Regions from separate parts of the Mus musculus genome. Here regions 1 and 2 are each linked to region 3. A link is a contact called in public HiChIP or PLAC-seq and Micro-C data. All regions are on one chromosome and are shown on one strand. The core of a region is the stretch at or near the end of the contact, and the rest is flanking DNA. Distances in the headings are between cores, read along the strand shown. Region 1 overlaps Vit (vitrin). Region 2 overlaps Vit (vitrin). Region 3 holds the start of Fez2 (fasciculation and elongation protein zeta 2 (zygin II)).

Region 1 (3,257 bases), core at 367-2,866, 180 kb after region 3:
CTGGCGGTGCTGCATGCCTTTAGTCCCAGCACTCAGGTGGCTAATGCAGGTGAATTTCTGTGAGTTTGGGGCCAGGCTGGTCTACATAGTGAGCTCCAGACCAACCAAGGCTACCTAGTAAGACGTTGTCTTAAAAGTTTAAATTAAAATTTTAAATAAAAATTTTAAAAAAGAAAGAGAGAAGCCGGGTGTGGTGGCGCATGCCTTTAATTCCAGCACTTGGGAAGCAGAGGCAGGTAGATTTATGAGTTCAAGGCCAGCCTGGTCTACCCTGTCTCAAAACAAACAAACAAACAAAACAAAAAACAAAGAGAGAGAGAGAGAGAGAGAGAGGGAGAGAGAGAGAGAGGAAGGAAGGAAGAAAGAAAGAAAGAAAGAAAGAAAGAAAGAAAGAAAGAAAGAAAGAAAGAAAGGAAGGAAGGAAGGAAGGAAGGAAGGAAGGAAGGAAGGAAGGAAGGAAGGAAGGAAGGAAGGAAGGAAGGAAGGAAGGAACATGGTATGACGTTTTCCATTCTCATCAATGTGTGTGTGTGTGTGTGTGTGTGTTTAACTGAATACCACATTCAATATTTGACCCTCTAACAAAGCCTTCGAAGCAAGGTGAGACAGGGATACGAAAGACCAACCTCTAAACTTAGCACTAAGTACACACACACACACACACACACACACACACACACTATAGTAGAGCATTGAGACATGTCCTTGCAAAGCATCTGGCTGAGAAATACCGTTAGACACCAAAAGAGTATTTCCAAATGACGTGAGGAGGTATGGAGAGCTGGCTGACCTTTAACAGGAAAATGAAATCACACTGAGAGAGAGAGAGAGAGAAAGAGAGAGAGAGAGAGAGAGAGAGAGAGAGAGAGAGAGAGCTCACTTCCACACCTGTTCCCACTGCTGGAAACTTCCAGAACTAGGCCTCCTGAAAACTGTTTCCTGCACATGTTTGCTGCCTCTGAGAAACTCGCTGGTCACAGCTATCCTAAGAGATCCGTGCTTATTGTCACCCTCTGTGTGCCCAGCCCTAACAAGCGGCCCCACCCCTGCCTAGCTGAACCTCACCCTCATACAACCTCTCCAAACATGAGCATTGTGTATCTCTGTCTCCAGCCTTAAGGTGCTGGGGGCGAGAGGCTGTCTTCTCTGCCCTTCTACTTGAACTGTGTTCCTCTCTGGGGCCCACACAACCTTTTCCAGATCGCCCTCACACATCTAACTAAACGTCTTTGTTTAGTGCCTCTGTCACCCAAATTTAGCCAAAGACCCATAGGTACTGAGCAGAGGAAAGCTTTGGACGAGACAAACTCACTTCTCCTGACCTCAAATTTTTCAGAATTTTAGAGAATAATCATTTATACCTACACATCTGTAATGTTTTCACATAAATAAACCAGAACTCAGATAGAACGAATTAAAACGAGAGCGGAACAGAGCCCCCTGAAGACCCAACAGCACCCTTGGGCGGGCTGTCGGTACTTAGGTTCCTCAGGATGGGCCCTGGGTAGAGAAGAGGCAGCTGGAAGCCAAGACCCAGAGCTGGGTATGAATGTCCGCTCTGTCCCGTTCTCTGGGGGTAAGGCCAGGCGCTTCCAAAGCTTGGAAATCACAGCAGCTTTTGCTTCTCTTTCCAGGATTTGTGCCAAAAGAAGAACTCAGCACACAGTCTTCGGAGCCAGTGCCGCAGGGAGATCCAAGTGAGTTAACTGAAGAGCTGGGGACCCCGGGGTGGTTTGAACATCTCTCTCCTCTCCTCTGCGTACTGACTTTCACTCAGACCCACCTCTCTCCTACCGCACAGCTATTGAGCTTCTACCTTCTGACACTTTGTTCTAAGGAGAATGGAGAGCTTTTGAAGGATTTAAAGTATATGTATGAGGGGTAGAGGATCAAGGGTTTTTTGGGTTTTTTTTTTTTGGTTTTGTAAGTCACCATGGCAACAGGGCGAAGACTGGGAAGAGATGTGGGGGCAGGAAGGGTGGATGAAAAGGATTGACGGGCTGATCGTCAGGGGTGGAGTACCATGGGAGTCAGAAAAGCCAGGCCTTGGAGTTAACCAGAAATTAGAGAAACTGGTAGAGTCAAGAAAGATAGAAGAGGAAGAATCTATAAGTTTGGAGTGGGGCAGGAGACAGGACAGTTAAAGATGACATCTGGAGGCCACTTGGCTGGCAAAGGCTTTTGTTGCAAAGCCTAACGGCCTGGGTTCCACCCACGGTGCTCCGGGGCTTCCTCTGATCTACACGCTGCGCCGTGACATCGTCATGCCCTCCCACACACACACTCGGTAAACGCATAGATCTAATTCATACTGTAAAAAAAAAAATGACTTGTGTGACTAGATAAATGTCACTGTGGTGAGGAACACAGGTCGGACCAGGGTTGGGGACAGGAAGGCTGTCTATGCCTGTCATTTGCCGTGAGATATTCAGCCCAATAGCAAGATCTAAAACTTGGACGAGATGGGACGCTTCAGTCTGAAATTCAGAGTCGGGGAGGAAGATGACAGTGACTATACATATTCTGTCTTTCTTCGTCAAATTAAAGAGAAGAAAGAATGTTAAATGGGTATTAAAATGCCTTAAAAACATTTAGAGTTGGAAGATGAACTGTGTGGTTCAAAGCAGAGACTCTATTATGTATCTGGTAAATGGAATGTAGATAAGGTTGAAACCAAACAGAAGGCGCACATATGATGAGCCTCGCTAGGCAGGGGAGAAAACGCCTGCGAGTATCAGAGGAGGGACTGGGGAGAGAGGGAAGGCGGAGAAGTGTAGTCTCTTCCAACATACCAAAGAGAGCACCTACAAATCGACCTAAAGCTGCCACTAGGCAGCTGAAACAAAGGTAGAAACAAGAGCCTCCATCCCAGACCCACTGACTGATCCTGCAGCCATAGTTACCAGTGGTCCTTGAGAGTGGCTCGCGGGTTATTTTGTGGGAACTTTCTAACACCTGTGACCTGGGCGTGCCTCTGATAGCTATCATCCAAAGTTACAAAACATGGACCTGGTGCGTTCTATAGCCCAAAGCATGAGTTTATCTATAGAACTACATTGCAGAGAGCGGTAGCACAGAATTATTAGCAGCGTGTCGATTCCTTGAGACACCACACATCTGACCTTTCGTCTTCATCCGGAACCTTTCTTGTGGCCGTAAATAAGACACCAATACTGAACTCCTACTGGCCCGATTCCACCCATTAATACTGACGTCAATCTCACATCAGTCTTTCTGTCTTTCCACAGAAGAAACCC
Region 2 (3,294 bases), core at 668-3,167, 160 kb after region 3:
TTCAAGGAGGACCTACATACAACTACTTTCAAGCTTTCGTGAAGCTCTGGATTTCTAACAGGTCCCACGGGGTTTGAGGAACTGAGAGGTAGCTCTGCACCCACAGACAGACAGCCCAAGACCTAAAAGGGGCGTAGTACAGTGTTTCCCATCCATCTACCATTGTAATTGAGCACTCAACGCCGTGTGGGTGGAAAACCACTCAGCTTACGTGCCGCATGCATCTTCAGGAGCAAAATAAGAAACTGCGAATGTTAGGCAGCTCTGAGTCATGGGGGTTTTATTACTTCCATTCTATTATTAATAAAAACGTGTTCCGCGGGAAAACAAAATGCCACTTGACTTTCTTATTGTAATCGACCCCGTGCAAGGGCGACAGATGTTAGCGAACTCGAGAGGAATAAATTAGAGATGATCCAACTTATCGTAGCTGAGAGATTTGAAAACCCCAGAAATAAATTTTTCTTTCTTTCTTTCTCTCTTTCTCTCTTTCTTTCTTTCTTTCTTTCTTTCTTTCTTTCTTTCTTTCTTTCTTTCTTCCTTTCTTCCTTTCTTCCTTTCTTCCTTTCTTTTTTTCTTTTGCAGAAAGTAAGCCCCAAAAGGGTGTAGCCTACCCATCGACTCTTACATATTCATCATCGAAAACTGCAGCTGCTAAAGCAGGCAAGTGCCATGTGTTATTTCATCCAAGATGAGCACGCAATGTTGCATTCTAGAAGATGATATGGAAAATAACATCTTACCCAGTCAAGCTCCGCTGACCTTCATGTTGCTTTCTTTAATCAATGCCAGGAACCTGGCACCTCAATCGATGCGATCAGACAGCGTGGCTTGGGAGTGGGATGTTTTCCTGTTGTTGTTCTCACGATTCGATATTGTCTGTATTTGTGTCGTTTCCATTCGGTATGACTGTGGCCTTGAATTTTATGGTATTGTTACTTTAGACCGTGATCAGACCTTATGCCTAGAAGCGTTTCCCGGCAACTAAAAGGGAAAAGGATGCCTCTGCTTGGCCATAAAGCAAAGGGAGGGCAGGAAGGAGAGGGGACGGTGAGCCTTATCCACTAACAGCAAGCAATCAAAGCAATGAATCTGAATCAGTGCAAAACACACATCTCTGGGGCTTAGCCAAGGCAGCCTCCTCGGGAGGGCAGAGACTAAGAAATTCCTCTTCCCAAGTTTCCATGCTAAATCCAGAACAGTGCCCTCCCTGGTGTTCTCTTAAGAGGTGCTTTGATTTCTCACACAGTTGCTCTCTCACGGAGCTTGGCATTCCAGAAACATGGCGGTGAGTGGACTTGGTTCATGTTCTGCTCATGGATGTAGGCTGGACATAGCTCTGGAATTTCAAGAGCTGGCGTTTCTTAAATATTTGCTGTGTGTGAGCCACTGTGACAAGATAAGTAGTTTTTTTTAGTCAGGCCAAATTACTACCAAGATGCCCTGTTCTTCGCCCTAAGGCACAGTTTTGCAGAAAACACAGCTTAGAGAAGTTGTGTAAATTTTTGCTGACAAACAGCAAGGAAGTAGCGAAGCCGAGAGTCAGACACAGACAGTGTGGCTCCAAACACCGCTCTCTAAGTGACTATGCTATACCCGACGAGCCTTTACAAGCATACTTGTTGTTGGGTTGACAGCTTGTCAATGCTTCACCTATACCTTCAGTGACACTTTGATCACAGATGTGATCGTGACATACTTACTGAGTTGCAAGCACATAGCTGTCCTGTTCCTCACCTTAAGAATCAGATCTGAGATCAGCCCTGTCTTCTTTTGGTGAGGACACAAAGAAGGAGTGGCAAAGCCTCCTGATAGTTTCTACTTCGCCCAAGTTTACCTCCTCTGCCCCTATGGTGATTTCTGAATAGGTGAATTGTGTAGATAACTGCTTTCTGTTTTATCGCGGCTACTATCGTCCTGTCCCCATCCCTTTCTGCCATTCCTGGCATACCAGCCCAGGAACCAGCAGTCTCTGCACTCAGAACCCTGGGCTTCTTTCTCTCTGGACTGCCCTGAGGCAGTCCTGAGTCTGAGGTGAGGTTACCCTCTTTCTCACTCTGCCTGTAGCTGTTGAGGGTCTTTGGCCCTGGGGTGTCTTAATGGCACTGATGACCTCAGAGATCTCACGTGTAGAGAGTTGCCAGAGCCAAGTAAGCCTCTGACTTCAGATACATGTGTCGAGCAAGACCCTCTCTCCCTTTTTATTCTGAGGGGAAAGTGCCTCTAGCCTTCCAGAATACTACCCTAGTGCCTCTGCAAAATCCTCTCCACAGGTCTAGGATATACCTGTGACTGTTCTACCTCAGAAAGACTGGCAGGAAATGGGTCGGCCATCTTTACCAGTTCTTGAGGCTTGGGGAGACAGGAGGAAAGAAGGACACACACTGTCACCTAAGCAACCCCACACAAGCATGGCTCCTGGCCTCTCCCTATGTTTTTTTCTTGGTCCTTTTCTTCCAGCTCACTGCCTGGGGAGACTTGGGTGTGGTCACCGTGCAGATTAACCTGGAATGGTCGCCAGCATGGAAAGCTCAGACAAATTATCTGGCATACAAAGTAGTTTTCAGGTCCTCTGGCTTCATCCCTCAATCCAAACCTAAAAGCTGAGGATGCACAAAAGGGGGGCGGGGGCACACAACATCCAATGACCACAGCTCTGACTCCTCTCTGTGCCAGATCTCTGAACTGCAAGAGCCTGAGGCAGTATCTTCCAGGTTTCAGATAAAGAAGAGTTTAGCCACTTGCCCAAGGGTGTGATTGGCTATAAGTGGTTCCTTAGAGGCTGATGGGTTGCGGCATCCTAAACCAGGTAACTGTTGTGAGAAGAGAGCAGGGAACCAGGGTAGGTAAGAGATGCTGCTTCAGATTTTGAAGCCCCAGGTAGTAGAGGCCGGTCCAAAGCTCCCCTTATCTACACCAGCCTTGGCAGAACTGAATTGCCTTCACACACCAAACCCTTGTCTATATGCCTATGTAGTATCTGTAGTGTGGTGAGTCATGGGGTATTTGTGCCCCTCCCACCTCAACTTAAATCTATAAAGTATGCAAAAGTCCCAGTGTTAAAACACAGCCATTGCTGTTGTCACCTGTCCCCATTACCATACCTCCTCAACCTCCTGGGACATATCACCAGGTGTTATTGTCTGTTCCTTATTTCTAGAACATTCACACTTGTCCTTGCACATTTCTTCTTCATCCATCCATCCGCTCACAGGTACTGAGGCCCTTCTGTGGGCCAGACCCAAGCTAAATAATGCGCATGCCAATATCAAAGGGATGTGTGGGGTCTCATTC
Region 3 (3,318 bases), core at 439-2,938:
ATACACTTATACCTCCACTGCCCTTGAGGAGAACATGGCTAGTCACCCATGTTAGCATAGGTCCTCTCTCTCTGCTCTCTCTTGGTAAATTTCCTAATTCCTTGAGAAATTAAAACTCTTTAATGCCATGAATCTTATCATAGTTCAAGAATTCCTCCCATGGTTTTGGTGCCTAAAGATACCGGGCATCAAGCAAGACCAATGACCCCGGAGACCTGGGATCTGTAAAAAAAAAAAAAAAAAAAAAAGAGAGAGAGAGAGAGAGAGAGAGAGAGAGAGAAGCTGACTGTACAAGTGGTCTGACTCCAAGGATGCGTCTGACAGGCTTGCTTTACCCGTCCACAATCACACAAGTACTCACACAAAATTATTAAGATGTAATAAAAAATGCTGTTGTTTCAATTCTCCTCACTAACATGTAGTGTCTCCGGCCACCATTGTGTTCCCAATGTTCTGGAAACGGGTCCTACCCATCACCTTCCAAGAGGGCCAGTACTCTTAGGGTCTCCACTCACCCTGCAAACAAAACACTCGAGCTCACTGGCTCGCACCATTCTTTTGGCTAGATTTTCACGAAAAGATGCGGTACATAATTACAACTCTCGTGTAAACAAACAATAATTGGGTTTAAAAGTGTCTGAATAAAGCGCTTTCATCAACCCCTGTGAATGTCATCACACTGAAGCTAATCACAGAGAAAACGGGAGCCATTGCTGCTGTGCACTGGTCTTCTGGATACACTATTAGATATCATTAGTAAGGGCTACCATTTACTTTTTGCCTCTGTGACAGTTTGTTCTTGTGGGCCCAAGAGACTTCTATAACTTCAATGGTAACTCACACCTCTGCACTCTGCCTAACTCCCAGATCTCCATCAAGGATTCAGTTAGCGGCTATAAAGTCTTCATTCGGACATCCCCTTTGAAATCTCCCGTATCCGGTACAAATACCTATCAAAGTACTCATTACACTCGGAAAACATGTGCTTAACCAACCTATGTCCCATCCCACTTTGTGTCCTACTTGAGAGGAGCAATGCCCACTTCGGCATCCCCAGTGCCAGGCCCCATGACAGGGGCTTTAAGAAAAGCGAGTTGAATGAATGAACTGAGCCACACGTGCCCCAGGAGGCAGGGTCTCCACAAGGAAGCACACAGGGGTCTGCAGGAGGGTTCAAGGGGAAGGAAGGCAGGGCAACAGCGGGCATTTAAACTCCAGGGCCAGGCCGGCAGCCCCGGGGCGGGGCTCAGAGCGACCGAGGAAGAAGGAGGGCGCGGGGCGGGGCCTGTGGGGACTCCCGGCTGCGGCGGGGGCAGGGCGAGGTTGGGGCCGCTCCCGCCCGCCCGCCCGCTCCGGGGCCCGCACTCACTCGTCCCCTTGCAGGAGGCTGCACTCCGTGATGGGCCGCACGGCCGCCCGTGGGGGCTCGGCCTCCGACGTGGGGCGGAAGCACAGGCTCAGCTTCTCCTCCAGGCTGGAAGCCAGCGCCGGGAAGCTGTCGCCGCCCGCGTGTGCCCCCGCGCCAGCCTCCGGGCTCGCGTTACAGTTCTCCTGTTCCTGGACACTCCCGGCCGGCTCCTGGAACTCATAGAAATCCTGCCAGTCCCCGTCAGCCGCCATCGCGCCCGCTGCCGGCGCCCCGCCCCGGTCAGACAGCCACGCCCTGTCGCTTCCAGGCCACGCCCCAACGGTGCCCGCCCACTTGAGGCCACGCCCCTTGTCCTCCAGCTCTTGGTTGAGCGGAGACCCAAGCTGACTTTAAAGTCTTCCCTTCCTGAGTCTTCTGGAAGACCTTAACCGAGTTGAGTCACTTCCGATGTTCTTGAGCATTTAGAAACAACTTCCCTCAGTGTCCCTGTCTAAAAGTGGCTAAAAGGAAGACTTCTTTAAACCTACTTACTGTCAGATTTTTGCCCCATAGGAACATTTCTAACACTCCATCTAGATTGACAAGATTTACTGGGAAATGTTTGCTTGGTACCAAAATCCATTCCACAAATACATCTCTCCCATGTGCAAAACGCATGCTTGCTAATAATTATGTGAGTGAATATGCTCAAAGTACTTAGAAAATGCCTCAACAATAAATACTCACCTGCTTGCTATGCATGGTCACTTCTTCATTACTGTAGCCCGACCTTTAAAATTTAATGAAAATTAAATCTTGTAAAAGCATGGCTGAGGTATGGAAAGCTTTCTTTTCATAGACCTAGCTTCTTATTTGTTTGTTTATTTGCAAAATAAAATTATCCATGAAGGTAAAGAGCAGTGATTGTTGTATGCCATATACACTGTACCCTGAAGATGGCTAGGATTATAGTTTTATCACATGCATTTAACTACAACAAAAATCAAGGAAAGTAGGCAGATGCAGTAAATGCCCAATAATAGACAGAATCATTATTCCTTCAAATGTGTCATTCAGGTGGGTGAAACATCTTTCAATAATATATTATAAAATGTTATAAAACAGAGGAGCAATGCAGCTGGGGAAGAGGGGGAAGGGGGTAACTGGGAGGAGTTGAGGGAGGGGGAACTGCAGTCAAAGGGATTGTATGAGAGAAAAGTACATTTTAAAAGGGAATATATATGTATATATATATATATATACATATATAGTGTCTACTCAGGAATTGTATAAAAATTTATTGGGCAACTCAATCCAGTGAGCTCGTTTTATATATAATTAAATACAAAATGCCCAATGAATTTCCTTGCAAACAATACCTGCCCCTCCTTGGGTAAAAGGAAGTGTTAAGTGGTAGAATGTAAGAAGACATTCAACAGGAGACCCATTTCTGCCATGTTGTGGTACCATGCTCTTCCACCCAGCCTTTCTCTAGACTCTTTGACTCAGCCTTTCTTAGAAACTACCCAGTTTCAAGTTTCTGTTCCCTCGCCCCTTCACTCAGTATGTCCTGTCAGCACTTCTTCTCCTTCCTGACAGGCTGCTCCCTTCAGCTAACTTCTAGCTTGAACCAAAGCACCAGCTTCGGGTTTACACAGTCCATCACCAGGGGCCCCCTGAGGAGGAAGCCGGCCTCCTTTATCACTCCATAGAGCCTAATTTTGTACGTTGGCTTCACTCAAACTTATCTACTTTATACCTATTTTACTTCCTACCAGCTCCTAGAGACCTTTATGAAAATGATCATGTGTGAAGGAGTTTCCTCACTTGATAGATTAAGAAAGGTTAGTTTGTACATGTGCCAGTGGTAGTTAAAGAAAATTAGGCCATGAATTTAGGGGCCGGGGGAGCTGAGAGGGAAAAGATTTTTGTAAAGTTTTAACTTAAACTAAATTTTGAAAGAAAGAAAA

The links. A called contact is a pair of places that touch in the nucleus more often than the background predicts. HiChIP or PLAC-seq counts read pairs in DNA pulled down with a chosen protein or histone mark.
Region 1: a Micro-C map of stem cell-derived neurons shows a contact between it and region 3, with 5 times the contacts expected there. The contact joins the enhancer-like site here to the promoter of Fez2 in region 3. A contact is called at or near these places in 2 of 39 promoter capture datasets (the 3T3-L1 cell line and hematopoietic stem and progenitor cells), 1 of 15 datasets of contacts at CTCF or cohesin (the NIH/3T3 cell line), 4 of 484 Hi-C or Micro-C datasets (cerebellar granule neurons, muscle stem cells, palatal mesenchyme and 1 more) and 3 of 115 datasets of contacts at active chromatin or transcription factors (differentiating embryonic stem cells, extraembryonic endoderm stem cells and trophoblast stem cells).
Region 2: an H3K27ac HiChIP or PLAC-seq map of extraembryonic endoderm stem cells shows a contact between it and region 3. The contact joins the enhancer-like site here to the promoter of Fez2 in region 3. A contact is called at or near these places in 2 of 39 promoter capture datasets (the 3T3-L1 cell line and hematopoietic stem and progenitor cells), 1 of 15 datasets of contacts at CTCF or cohesin (the NIH/3T3 cell line), 3 of 484 Hi-C or Micro-C datasets (cerebellar granule neurons, erythroblasts and nephron progenitors), 3 of 115 datasets of contacts at active chromatin or transcription factors (embryonic fibroblasts, extraembryonic endoderm stem cells and trophoblast stem cells) and 1 of 9 other capture datasets (adipose tissue).

Annotation. Positions count from the first base shown.
Region 1 is chr17:78,600,210-78,603,466 of GRCm38.p6, forward strand. It overlaps Vit (vitrin), which reads left to right. Exons shown (of 14, transcript NM_028813.2): 9 at 1,635-1,697. Among named protein-coding and RNA genes, the nearest start is that of Gm32573, 14 kb to the left of the region's middle. Within about 2 kb of position 1,617, at least 32 of the 459 cell types and tissues checked have an H3K27ac peak or open chromatin away from gene starts, as enhancers often do. A contact at or near this core is called in stem cell-derived neurons, where this site is marked.
Region 2 is chr17:78,578,769-78,582,062 of GRCm38.p6, forward strand. Vit (vitrin) reads left to right here. Exons shown (of 14, transcript NM_028813.2): 6 at 586-663. All of the region lies in intron 1 of Gm32573 (a long non-coding RNA gene), which reads right to left. Among named protein-coding and RNA genes, the nearest start is that of Gm32573, 7.8 kb to the right of the region's middle. Within about 2 kb of position 1,918, at least 6 of the 459 cell types and tissues checked have an H3K27ac peak or open chromatin away from gene starts, as enhancers often do. A contact at or near this core is called in extraembryonic endoderm stem cells, where this site is marked.
Region 3 is chr17:78,416,464-78,419,781 of GRCm38.p6, forward strand. Fez2 (fasciculation and elongation protein zeta 2 (zygin II)) reads right to left here and starts at 1,689. Exons shown (of 8, transcript NM_199448.3): 1 at 1,370-1,689. The coding sequence starts at 1,620.